Regions from separate parts of the Columba livia genome. Here region 2 is linked to region 1. A link is a contact called in public Hi-C data. All regions are on one chromosome and are shown on one strand. The core of a region is the stretch at or near the end of the contact, and the rest is flanking DNA. Distances in the headings are between cores, read along the strand shown.

Evidence for each region. Hi-C and Micro-C count contacts between places; a contact is called where the count stands out from the background.
Region 2: a contact with region 1 is called in a Hi-C map of liver, with 2.1 times the contacts expected there. The contact joins the enhancer-like site here to the promoter of LAMP2 in region 1.

What each region holds. Positions count from the first base shown.
Region 1 is chr12:17,849,658-17,856,009 of bColLiv1.pat.W.v2, reverse strand. LAMP2 (lysosomal associated membrane protein 2) reads right to left here and starts at 3,447. Exons shown (of 9, transcript XM_065077981.1): 1 at 3,281-3,447; 2 at 2,321-2,439; 3 at 1,592-1,805; 4 at 805-966; 5 at 1-35. The coding sequence starts at 3,338. LOC110360123 (a long non-coding RNA gene) reads left to right here and starts at 6,116. Exons shown (of 2, transcript XR_002415778.2): 1 at 6,116-6,352.
Region 2 is chr12:17,896,575-17,902,621 of bColLiv1.pat.W.v2, reverse strand. It overlaps TMEM255A (transmembrane protein 255A), which reads right to left. Exons shown (of 9, transcript XM_065077992.1): 5 at 5,718-5,780; 6 at 4,014-4,102; 7 at 1,219-1,378. Among named protein-coding and RNA genes, the nearest start is that of TMEM255A, 18 kb to the right of the region's middle. Within about 2 kb of position 2,306, at least 1 of the 3 cell types and tissues checked has an H3K27ac peak away from gene starts, as active enhancers do.

The DNA.
Region 1 (6,352 bases), core at 2,198-4,697:
TGCAGAAGTAGGTGTGTCGGCACGACATCTGGACTCTGAAAAGAAATTTTAACCACCATTTCAGCACTGAAATGTTATTAAAGTCTCCTGACTCAGAGGTCACTTCAATACAGACACCGATTTCTCTGTTGAAATCTAGGGAGTCTGCTAATCAAGTTGGAAGTCTCAAGCTCAGCACTACAGCACAGTATTCCAAACAATTTACAGCTACCACTTATTCTCAGAAATTCTGTAATGCCCACAGTTTTAAATCCACGCAGCATGTGCAGTGCTACCTACCTCCAACGCACGGAAGCGAAACACACGGACAAAGATAGCTAAGTGGTTACAGAAGCGTGATATGCATCTGCTGTAAACAAAGTAAGCAACCCTAGGTAAGCTGCATGTAGCTGGATGATGTGCTTATCTCTCAAGTAGCTGAGCTCTAAGATAAGACAACAGGCTCTGGATGATTTAAACGCAAAAGCATAGGCTGCCACTGAAAATGGAACGCAGGCAGTTAAAAACCTTGATCTAGTCAGCAGCAGTAGTTCTGAAGTACTTATTTTTAATACCCCGATTACTGGAACACACAATTTATTAGATGACCCCCTTGGCATGGGAACAATCTACATTACTATATACTACTAAATCTGTTCTACTAACCTATTTTTCCAAGAAAAAGAAAAGATGTACTAAAGGATATTTACATGAATATTGTTCAGCACAGCACATCTCAGAGCTAGTAGATTTTTTATTATGAAACTCTGCTCCCTGCACTAAGGTACAATACAAAAAAGCTCATGTACAAATTAAAACTCTCACCTTTTTTACTGATTGTGCCATTCTGAACAAAAGCCTGCAACGTAACATTCCAGAAAATCTGTATTACGTTTTCTGTTTCAAAAGAGTCGGCATTGTGACACACGTAGACGTTATTCAGGTGAACTGGAAGCATACTATCCTTTACAACAACGGTAATTGGTCCTACAAAAAAGTACAACTTTTAATGTTTTATGAATTGCAAGAACATTCATATGTAGTGTTATGTTTTATATCATTCCATATGACAAAGAGATAATAAAGTTTAACAATCCTAACTTCTCTTAAACGTTTTACCAATGTGTCCTGATCTGAAGTGACAAATAGAGAGAAGTAACTAAGTTTTCAGAATTAGACATTAGGAAGTGAACCTTTTTACTTCCTTTTTTAAGGAAAAAACCCACAAACTACTATTAGTAGGTATGAGTACAGGGAAAGCCTAACGCTGCAGTGCTTTGCTAGGTGGAAGGTGAAGTAGTACATGCTAAAAGGAATCTTCCATATGCCTGTTCTGTTCTAGCAGCACCTCGCAGATCAAGGCTGTTCAAATAGTTAACCTTCTCCTTCCTTTCCACTTAAAAGAATTATATGTTCAGTGATGCTAACTAGTACATATTCTTACCCAGTAGGCAGGTATGACAAACAACAGTTAGGCAGCACATGGCACAGAAGTCATTAGATACATTATCAACATTTCTAACTTTGAAAAAGCCAACCGAGGCTAGGTAGGCAAGATCTGACGCTTATGGCCAAGGCTGTTTCTTAAGCAGGATTCTGCACTGAATATTACCTTTTCTTTTCGCATCAGGAAATACAGCAGTATCGTTAGTGTTGTAGGTAAATGTGACAAAATCCCCCTGGTAAGTTTCATTGGTTTTTGTAAAGTTATTGCTCCAAGAGTGACCTTCTCCAAACTGCAATGCCACAAGTGCAGCTTGTGTGTCATTGCCACAGACGCTTCCATCGTGTGTCACATTGGATGGCAAGTCCAAGGTTATGTTTTTCTACAAGAAAAGGGTAATTTCAAACATTTTCATGGATAGCAGTTCTTCCCCATGACAACGTTATGAACCTGCTGAGTCAGACTGAACCTTGCACAAGATTAGTGTGCTCATTACAGGCTACAAAACTACAAAAAAAGGTCCCTGACATCCGACTGAGAAAGGAGCCACATCAGGTTCAAGTTCCAAAGTCCAGTCTAACTTGGCTATAAATCTTGACCGTGCTATTTACATTTACTATTTGGGCTAAGAGCATTACTACACTGATACACAAAAGCCATCAAGTTTGACCAGTGTGCCATTTAAGCAAGTGCAACATGGCACTTTGGTTATTTGCACTATTAATTGAGAATTTATGCTTTGTTTTAAAAATGAATATTTAGGAATACTCTTAACAACTGATTTAGTAATTAAAAAAAACAGGTTCAAAAATCAAATGCCGTAGACAAAAGAGTGTACTTAAGCTTCTACCCAGGACAAAGTACAGTTCTCAACAAAAGTCGCCTCCAAATACTTACATAATCACTACTGTTTGTTTCATATCGTATCAAGAATTTCATCATCCATTTTGCATACAGGCACGTAGTATTAGAGGCATCCTTTACTTCTACTTCTACTGCACAGGACTGGAAAAAACCTGTAAGATATGACTATTAGCTAGTAAGACATGGCTTTTACTTCATTTTCTAGAGCAACTTCAGAGGACAGCTCATTACACAGTAGTAAATCGTTTCAGGACTGGATTCAATTTGCCCGGCAGTGAAAGCGTAGCGAGATTTCTAAAAAGTATTAAAACTAGGGAGCGCAGCGTGAACGCTGCGGGACTGCTTCATGGTCTGTTTGTCTGACAGAGACTAACAACATAAGTTGTCAGCATCCAGGTGACACACTGAGCAAACCGAAGGGTGAACACATCACTTGACGTGCTGCCTGGACACCAGGGGCTTCCTATTGTGTTTCAGCGCGGGGCGAGCCAGGCTGAGCCCTCAGCGGGGACACTCCACCGTGCTTGCGCAACTCCTGGCTCCACAGACACGGACGTTGAATTCGCTCTGCGTTTTCAGAGAACTTTTTAACAGCCGTTGTGTTTTGGACCCTGTGAACCTCGGCCGGTTTCGCTGCGCGCCGTTGTGACCACTGCCCCCGCAGCTCCGCGCTGACAGGACCCGCACACGCAGGTCACCGGCGGCTGCGGCCCCGGGGGCTGTGGCCGCAGCCCGGCCCGCAGCCCCGACGCCATCCCAGCGGCGGAAACAGCAGGGCCCCGCCAGGCCCCGCTCCCCTCCCGCGGGTGACAGCGCGGCCCGGCACCGGGGCCGCCCCGGGGAAGCCGCCGCCGCGCTGAGGCGGCCCCGGGCCCGCCCGCGCCCCGGCAGCGCCCGACGCCGCGTCACGTGCGACACCTGCCCACCCCCCCCAGACGGCCGCCCGCAGGCCCGGCGCCATCCGCGGGACCGGGCCGGTCCCGCCGCGCTCACCGCAGGCGCCGAGCAGCAGGAGGAACAGGCAGGCGGGGGAGCGGCAGCGCGGCTCCATGTCCGGGACGCCTGGCAGCAGCGAGGGGCGAGCGACGGTGGCGAGCGGGCGACAGCGAGGCCTCGCCACCGGTCATGTGACGAGAGGGGCGGGGCCGCCCGTGCGCCGCCAATCGCCGCGCCCGGGCCTCGATTCAATGGGTCGCGGACAGGACGTTCGCTCAGCGCTGCCTCGGGCGGGCAGCGGGTCGGTGCGGAGCCGCTGCCGGCACGGGAGCCCTGGCGGGGGGCGGCATCCTTAAATAATTAAGATATTTTCCATGTTTACAATAAATAAGAAGGGAGAAGAAATAGGTTAAATTGACCTAAATGTATAAGTTGGCGGTGCAGAGCACTGGAGCGGGTTATGGCGTGGGGTCATGGGGGCTCAGCAGGGCTGCCCTGGGGACACCGCTCTGCCCGGGTACATGGCACTGTCCTAGGGACGTGACACTGTCCTGGGGAAATGGCCCTGCTGTGGGGACATCGCACTGTCCTGGGGAAATGGCTCTGCCTTCAGTGTCCCCTGGGTCTGACACCACTGCCATTGCTGTCCCTCCCGCCACGCCACCCAGGACCGAGCAGGGCTGGCCTCGGGCTCTCCGGGGGACTGGGCAGAAACCTTTTGCCGTGGCCTCTGTGGAGCTGGGAGGAGGTTGGCAGCAGCACTGAGAACTGGGATGCTTTGCCATGTTGTCACTCATGCTGAAATGCTAAACCTGGGGCAGAAAGCAGGTGGGAGAAAGCAGCTGCCTGGTGTAAATGTAAGAGGAAAGAGCCATTGGGCTGGAGACGGGGAGAAGACAGAACGGGACAAGAAACCGGGTGGATCTGAGGGTGGAAGGAGGTGTAAGATGTGGTGGGTGTTGCATTGCAGCCTGGAGACAAGGAAGAAGTTGAGGCTGGGAGGCAGCAGGCAATGGCCGGCGGGTGCTCAGCAGGGAGCAACATATTCCCATCTCTGATGCTGTGGGAGAACTGCAAATAGCATTTCAAATAGCCAGGCACCAAGAGACATGGCCAGCCATAGGGGAAGACAACGGAAGCTCCTGAAGAAAACAATAAAACACACTGACCTCATATAGGGAGACACCGGGAGTATAGATGGTGTTGATAGGCAGGCAGTTACGAAGTTGAAATAATGCAGTTTGTGATTAAGGGTGCGTTAAATACTTTGAGCTGCATGCTTCCAATGCCGTACTTTTCCAAAGAGTGTCACAAACCCAAACCTGGCAAGGCAGGACAATCATGGAAACCCGTGTGTTGTACCATGAGGTTCCATGCACACATGCTTGTGTGGTCAGATGCATTCACCGCTCCCTTGCGTTTCTTTTTGTGCTTAATAACTGCACCGTGAACCGCCTTATCATGTGTATTACATACCTGCACATGCATGTCTAAGCAACGTGGGAATATCGAAATGCACGTTATTTCAAAATACTCAGAAATAATATTTTTTTATTTAACCTTTGGGTTTAATTTACAGAAAATTTATCTGAGGAAATAAACTTGCTGTGGAATAATGGAGCCAGCACTTGCTGCAGGCTGTGGGGGAGAATCCAGTCACAGCAGCACAGGCAAACCCACAAATTCTGAAAGCAGCAAGTCCTTTGTCTTGCTCAGCTGCAGGGCAAAGAATGGGGCGTTTCAGAGGCTGCCGAGAGTCCTGCTGCTGGGGCTTCGACATTTCCTCATGCTTCACTATGTTAGTGCAAAGTCCTGTTTCTAAAAAGTGATCTCTCCGAGAGTTAGGAGCCATTACATTAAGAGGATTTGACTGTTAGGAGGGAGATGTTGAATTAGGCTCTGATTAATTGGAGGAGGAAAAAATGATTGGCATGTTCCAGCAGTTTGTGTGGTGGAATGTCGCCTTTTGTATCAGCTGGAACACTTACTTCAGGACATGCAGCTTTATGGGTAGACATTGGTATGTTCAAACACCCCCTTGTTCTGAGTGAAGAATCCTGGATATTTTGATGTCTTGCTTGCACATAGGAAATAGACTGTAAAATGACATACATAAAGAGACGTGTAGACGTAGAAGGAACACTGATTATCTTGTTTCCTTTACGCCAATTTAGTGAAGCTTGAAATGAAATCAAATGGTAGCTATCATAACAAGCAAATCGGTTTCTGCTTAATAACACAGAATAGAAGTAGCAACTGGTGTGGGATTAAAATAACAGTATAGTTGATATGACTTAGCGTAATTAAAAACACATTGTTTTGCACCAGACATACCATTGTTAATATCCGAACACACGATGCTGACCCTGGTGACAGTGTGGGAAGCAATGAGGCAGCCACAAAGGTTAAGAACAATGTCTGATTCCTCTTAAATTCAATGGAAAGCTATTACATTCAGTACTTGTAGGAATCAAGCTCTAACAAATACCACTGCTTCTTATTTATCATAATTTCTTTGTTGATTGCAGCAGTCTATAAGAATGAGAACATTTATGTGATAGCTGGACTTCAGTAACATAAGATCCAACTCATATGATCAGCTGTTTTCCTTTCATGATAGAAGTGTGAATGATTACTACCATGATGCAGAGAAAATGCTTTACCCTTCTGGTTGCTATTTTGCATTTGGCGTGATTTTGGGAGCCACTGGTGGATGACAAGCTGATCCTGGTTTTCTAAGGCATTCCTTACGTTTATTGCTGGATGTGAAATGAGGACTGTGATGTTTCTGTACAGCATTACATTTTTACTGCATGTTATACTCAGTCTGATGTCAGTAGTTTTAAGAAGGTATTGACATTTACTGAGAACAAATATGCAGAACCTCATGATTTCTTTCATGCCCAATTTCAAATGTATAGGCTGTTCTGTGACTTTCATTCACATCATATTCTTGATGTCCAGTGTATGCTTAATCCTTTGCGAATCCTTTAGCAGATTCAGCTGGGTAGATATTTTATCTGTAATGAAACTTTTCTTAACCCTGGGACCTGCAAAAAATGATGGATGTGTGTGGTCAGAAGCAAAGTGAAGCAGTTAGTAACTTAATGTTTCTGGCCTCTGGTGCAG
Region 2 (6,047 bases), core at 1,057-3,556, 48 kb before region 1:
ACTCTTGTCAAATTAGCAACTGGCAATCCGGCTCCCCCTCAGGCAGCAGGTAAGTCTCCAGCTCATTTCATTCCTCAGCCACCTACTGTTTCCTCTCAGAGCCCACAGAACAAGCTGGCAACAGCGAATGCACATCACTGCTCCAACAAAGCAGCTGTTCAGATTGCAGTTTAACAAGTAGGAGAAGTAATCCGTTCATTTTTATTATACTGTTCCTCAGTGCTTTTTGAGATCAGCATATTTCAACCCTATTTGTACTGCTGTTCACAGACACTCCCGTACAGCTTTTTTTGCAGAGGTTTACAGGCTGGCTGGTGTAGATCACCTCTCAGAAGGCCACAATGCACAGCTGGGAATGTGTCTCCTGTTTTCTTGGGGAAGATCTTGATGAGTCTGAAAAGCATGTAGGAAAGTTCAGAGTTCTGAAATACGGCACCCTTAGTGCAGGGCCAGAGACTTGTTCGTAAGAAAAATGTATTGCCAGGATAACAAATGAGCTTTTCTGGGTGTCTCATTTTGTATTATCGTGAATGAGTCACAAGAGATCAAAACAGACCCAAAATTTATCTGTTGAATGTTCAGTTCTCTCCAGCCATTCATCCTCTGCAAATCAAAACTGTATGGAAGGTAGCAGGCACCCTGATTAAGAAACAGTATTTCAAAGCCCACATTGTCAGAACAGCATTTTTTTCATTATCTGAAGTTTAAAATCTTTCACCCGGTTTTGGTGCCCAGTTCGCCATCTCAGATTCTGCACCACGCAGAAACTAGATGGAGAGTTTCAGCCTAACACAGCTGCTTAAACAGTCTGTAAAGCTCAGAACCCTACTACTGCTATGAAATCAACAATTCATGAGCAACCACCACACATGCCCTTATGAAAGGTCAGTGCCATGAAAAGGAAGATCAGTTTTTAAGAAAGAGCTTCTTTTTATTCATCCTGGCATTACCAACACCTCACAGAGGGTTCCTTTTGCAAATACAATCTCCCAATTCTCTTCATCTTTTCTAATCATGTTCAGGTGATGACACCAGATCGGAAAAGTGAATCATTTCCACTTTCTCCTTACAGTTATTTCATGCCCTTCTTTCAAGCCCAATTGCAGTGATGCATAGATCATTTGCACTGAAATACCAATACCTGTTTTCATTATTTTTTTAAAGGCAATTTGCTTGATTAATTTCATTTAATGCACAGAGAAACTGGTACCATCTTACCATGTCTTTAAAGCCTCCAAGTATCGCGGCTGTAATGATCCCTAGGAACAGCCCCACTATGTTCAGAATGGTTGCTGACCAAAGCAGGTGGTAAAGGTGGATGATGTCCTGGCAGCTGCTGACATCAATGTACTCATAGTAGCCTCCAGAAATCTCTACTCTGCTAGATTAGGAAAAAAGAAAAAGACAAAAAATGCACCACACGTCATAAAACTTAAGCACTTCTGCAGGGCAGTAAAATGCATTCTGAAATATGATAACCTGGACCCATTATAACTCCCAAGGGCGTGCAGATAAAGCCTGCTAGATTCCGCGCTTGTGGCATCCGAGATCTCCCTGTATGACAACAGCAGAAGATGGCTTGATCTGTTGCGAAACAAACAAGCCCTGCAAGCCCTGCAAATGCCCAAATCACCTTGAGTCTCAATCCACCTCTTATTTCTACCATCTGCAATCTCCACAGAGATCCTGGAGGCTTCCCAAGGACAAACCGGTCTTGGCACTACCCAGGGAAACCAGTCGGTGCCCCAGGGAGCGGCAGCTCTGGCATGGGACAGCACAGGACAGCACAGCTGGCCCCGGGCACCGCAGGGCTTGGCCACAAACACATCCAGCTCGGCCACCCTGCTCCAGCCACCTGTGCTTTGCAGCTCTGCGATGGCCGGGGCCGGCAGGACCCCCGCGACCTGGCAGGGAGAGGTTTATCTGCTCACATTTTTAAGCTTTTCCACATGCAGAAAAGAGAGGGAGAAAACTGGGTCATTATTTTGGAAAGGGAAGAGCAGCTCTTACAACATGTGGGCTGGAGTCTCACAGGCGGGATTCTTCAGTAATGACTTCCCTGTGACTGCCGCTTGGGGACCAGCGCAGCCTTTGGCGTGGCTTACCAGATGCAGCAGGTTACAGAAAATTCCCCTTAAGAAAACATATTTATCCGGGACAAACAATACTAAGGGCTTATGAATGACTTAACTCCCAGCTCACACGTGGGGTTAGGCTCAAACTGCACCAGGGTTTTGAGGAAAAGGGGAAGAACAGGCTCATATTTAAGGCCAAGAGTCAGGAGAACCAGACTCAGCTCCCAGCAGACTCTGCAAGGCCTGCAGGACCTGTCCCCTTCCACAACAGCCATCCTCCTTCCCTCATTACTCAGTTTCGCCTTCTTCTTTTCCTTTTTCCCATGTCTTGTTGTAGCAGGCCACTGCAGACGACATTGCAACAAGCAGACAGGGATTTCAAGCAGCATCGAGGCAGAGCGTAACCACGGGCTGCACAAACCTGTGTGTCCGCCTGCACGACCTCTGTATAACCTGAGCACACACCGTGACCGCCTTCAACAATACAGCCTGTGTGTACTAAACAAGCAAGAGCTTGTTCCTATGGAGATGTGTGAGTGCAGAGCTCTCAGCAAGCCATTCAGCATTGTACACTTAAGTACAGCGTGTACTTATCAACGGGAAGGGGCTCATCCCATGCTGCCACAGCTGCGGTTCCCAGCATCAGGAAGGATGCAAGATTGCTGTCACTTTTTCTATAATTTCCATCCTTTACATAATACATGAGCTAACCAGCTTCAAGTGTCCAAGCCTTCCTCACTGAGATCTCATAAGAACCAGCACCTGCTCAGTGCACAGCACTTGTGTGGCACTAAGCAAGACTAAGATGATAACAACTGGTATCTTACATCACAGAGGGGAAAATGTGCCAGAGGCAGGACCTTGAACTAACCTGACTGGGAAAAAAATACAGAGAAGTTACGAGTTTTTCTATTCAAATCACTTCTTTGTGTATTGCTCTTTTCAGTTAGTAAAAAGGGATTGCATTCTGTAAACCGTCAAAGGAAAGTATGAGCTTCAACCCTCTGCAGTGGCTTCCACAGAAACAAAGTCCTACAGAGATCACCCTTCCCAGCACATGGCACCGACTTCTCCCAGCGGCAGCTTTTGATCTTCCTCACCACAGCCAATTATTTAAGTGAGGGCCAGCCCAACTAAGTACCATGATAAATGCTAAGCCTGAAACAGCCCTAAGCAAGAGCCAGCACTGAAAAAATCAATTTATTAATCGCCTGCTGACACACATCAGACACTCCAAATGATTTAAGCAGTGCATGCTGTAAATTAAGCTGGCTGAGGCGCAGTAGCCAGACCTAATGATGGTGTGATCACTACGTAGTGGTTCTGGATAGGCAACCGCCCTTCTGACGCATCTTTGCACAGTGCTGGTACACCTTCCAACCTCTTGTGACCACCAAAGACATTCACAGGGCAGAGAGGACACTGATTTATGAACAGGCAGGTGGAACCCGCCTGCAAACTCCCCTCCCTGTTAGCAGGGCGGGGAATGAAACGGTGACAAGGTGAGGAAGATCGGTGTCCCAGTTTTCGCACCTTTCATCTTCTAAAACAAAATAAAACCCAGCAAACAAGCGGTGCTAACAGAGAAGGAAGGTGTTAGGACAAGGGACACTCAGTAGGGGAAAAAACTGGGGACGACACCAAGCACGGAGGTAATGGCAACTCCCGCCATCTTCATTTTTCCAGCCGAGTTGGCCCAGAGCACGCTCACCCGCAGCTGGGATGGCTTTAGCACATTTCATACACCCCTTTACTTGGTTATCTTTCTTTCTGCGAGTCCCTGTGGCTAACAGCCACAGCTTAAGCTCCCTTCCCACAACAGTCGTCATTAACCGACACTCTGCTCCTGCCCTATCCTGGCCCTTCAGGCCCCTGCAAACCAGCATGACCACTGCTCGCCCTTCCCATGGCCAGGAATGGTATTTTTAGCTTACTCACTTTCCACAGTTATACAGGTCACAGCAGAAGCAGGTGTTGGTTTTTATTTTTGGTGTGCAGGGTGCACGGCGCTGCGGGTGACAGATTGCCTGTGTGAATACAGAAAAAATACATAAAGCACAAAATCACCAAACATTTTCTGCTACTATTTGGCCTGCACTACATGTAGATTGTGCACTGATCTCCAGATTAGCCCCAGGAAGGTTTTCCTTTCCTTATCTTGCAGCACAGCCCCTACAAAGTACACAGTTATACTGGAATAAAGACACACTAGACTAGACCAGACCAGTGTTTCCTTCCACCGTGGGGAAGGCATTGATAAGCACATGCCTGCACAGGAAGGGGGTTGTGCAACTCTTACAAGCAGCCACAGCCTTGCTGAACTAACACTCCTCACCCCACAGCAACCCAGAGCAAAGAGTTGTCAATAGGATGATACAAACTGGGAGCAAGATTCCCATATTGGTCAATAACTGACTAAAGCTGTTAATTGTCTGTCTACAGGTAGTAACACTCAAGCTCATGTGCATAGTCTTTGGGCTGAAAAGTGAATGGACCCCACCAATGCCACTGGGTAGTATTTACTTTGCACCTCAAGCAGGCATTTTAATTTAGAACATAGTTATTACTCAAAATTACTTGGGAACTTGTGAGGAAATCTGAGAGAAGCTTTCAGTGCACAGCAAAGGCAGCCAAAGATGTACATCCACACACACCACTGGTATGTGGCAGGAACACCCATCCCCAACAGGCTTCTCTTTGGAGAAGTCAATAGACAGCAGAGGCGCCGAGGCTGGTGTATGTTGCCCGAATCCACAGAATTCAGTGCTGTCTGAACTCTTAACCCACCACCCCGCTCCTGTAACAAATGCACAGCTGAAGAACTAGAGAAACTGGTACATTGTCCTATCCCACATCCTCTCACAGGGATTGGAAGGGACCTGGAAAGCTCATCCAGTGCAATCCCCCCATGGAGCAGGAACACCCAGATGAGGTTACACAGGAAGGTGTCCAGGCGGGTTGGAATGTCTGCACAGAAGGAGACTCCACAACCTCCCTGGGCAGCCTGGGCCAGGCTCTGGCACCCTCACCATGAACAAGTTTCTTCTCATATTTAAGTGGAACCATCTGTGTTCCAGTTTGTACCCATTGCCCCTTGTCCTATCGCTGGTTGTCACTGAGAAGAGCCTGGCTCCATCCTCCTGACACTCACCCTTTCCATATTGATCCCCATGAATGAGTCACCCCTCAGTCTCCTCTTGTCCAGCTCCAGAGCCCCAGCTCCCTCAGCCTTTCCTCACACGGCAGATGCTCCACTCCCTTCAGCATCTTGGTGGCTGCGCTGGACTCTCTCCAGCAGTTCCCTGTCCTGCTGGAACTGAGGGGCCACAACTGGACACTCACCAGTGTGGTCTCCCCAGGGCAGAGTAGAGGGGCAGGAGAACCTCTCTCAACCTACTGACCACCCTGCTTCTAATCCACCCCAGGTACCATTGGCCTCTTGTCTCCAATTGCTTCTTTACCAATGTGGCAGTACCAAGCATGGAGGAATTGGCTCCCCAAGTCCTCCCAGTACCCTGCTCCCACCCCCTCCTCCTCCATGGACCTCTCAGGACAGCCCAGAGCAGCCTGGCCGCAGGTTCCTCCACCCGCACCACGAAGCCAGCCCTTTCACAGAGACAGCACAGCCGAACGCTCTCTCACCTCTGGTTGGGTCGTACTCTTGGAGTAGTACTGACATCGCCCCGCGTACAGCGGCCTCAGGTCCTGCCGATGAAAAAGCACCAGGCTTAGTATTGCAGCAAAATTAAAACCAGCCAGCTGGTTTGGGGAAAGGGCCCAGGCTTTAGAGAAACCTGCTCTCACATCAGCACTTCTGTACAGGGGCTGTTCTGCAACACCCCAACCTGTCCCAGCCCCCCCGAGCCCCAGGTGATGTTTAACCCTGGTCCATGGCCACATGCATTTGTTGCAGCTACCATGGGAGGAGCAGGCTCTTAAACCGGGCTCTTTTGGGTGAGGGCAGCTACCCTG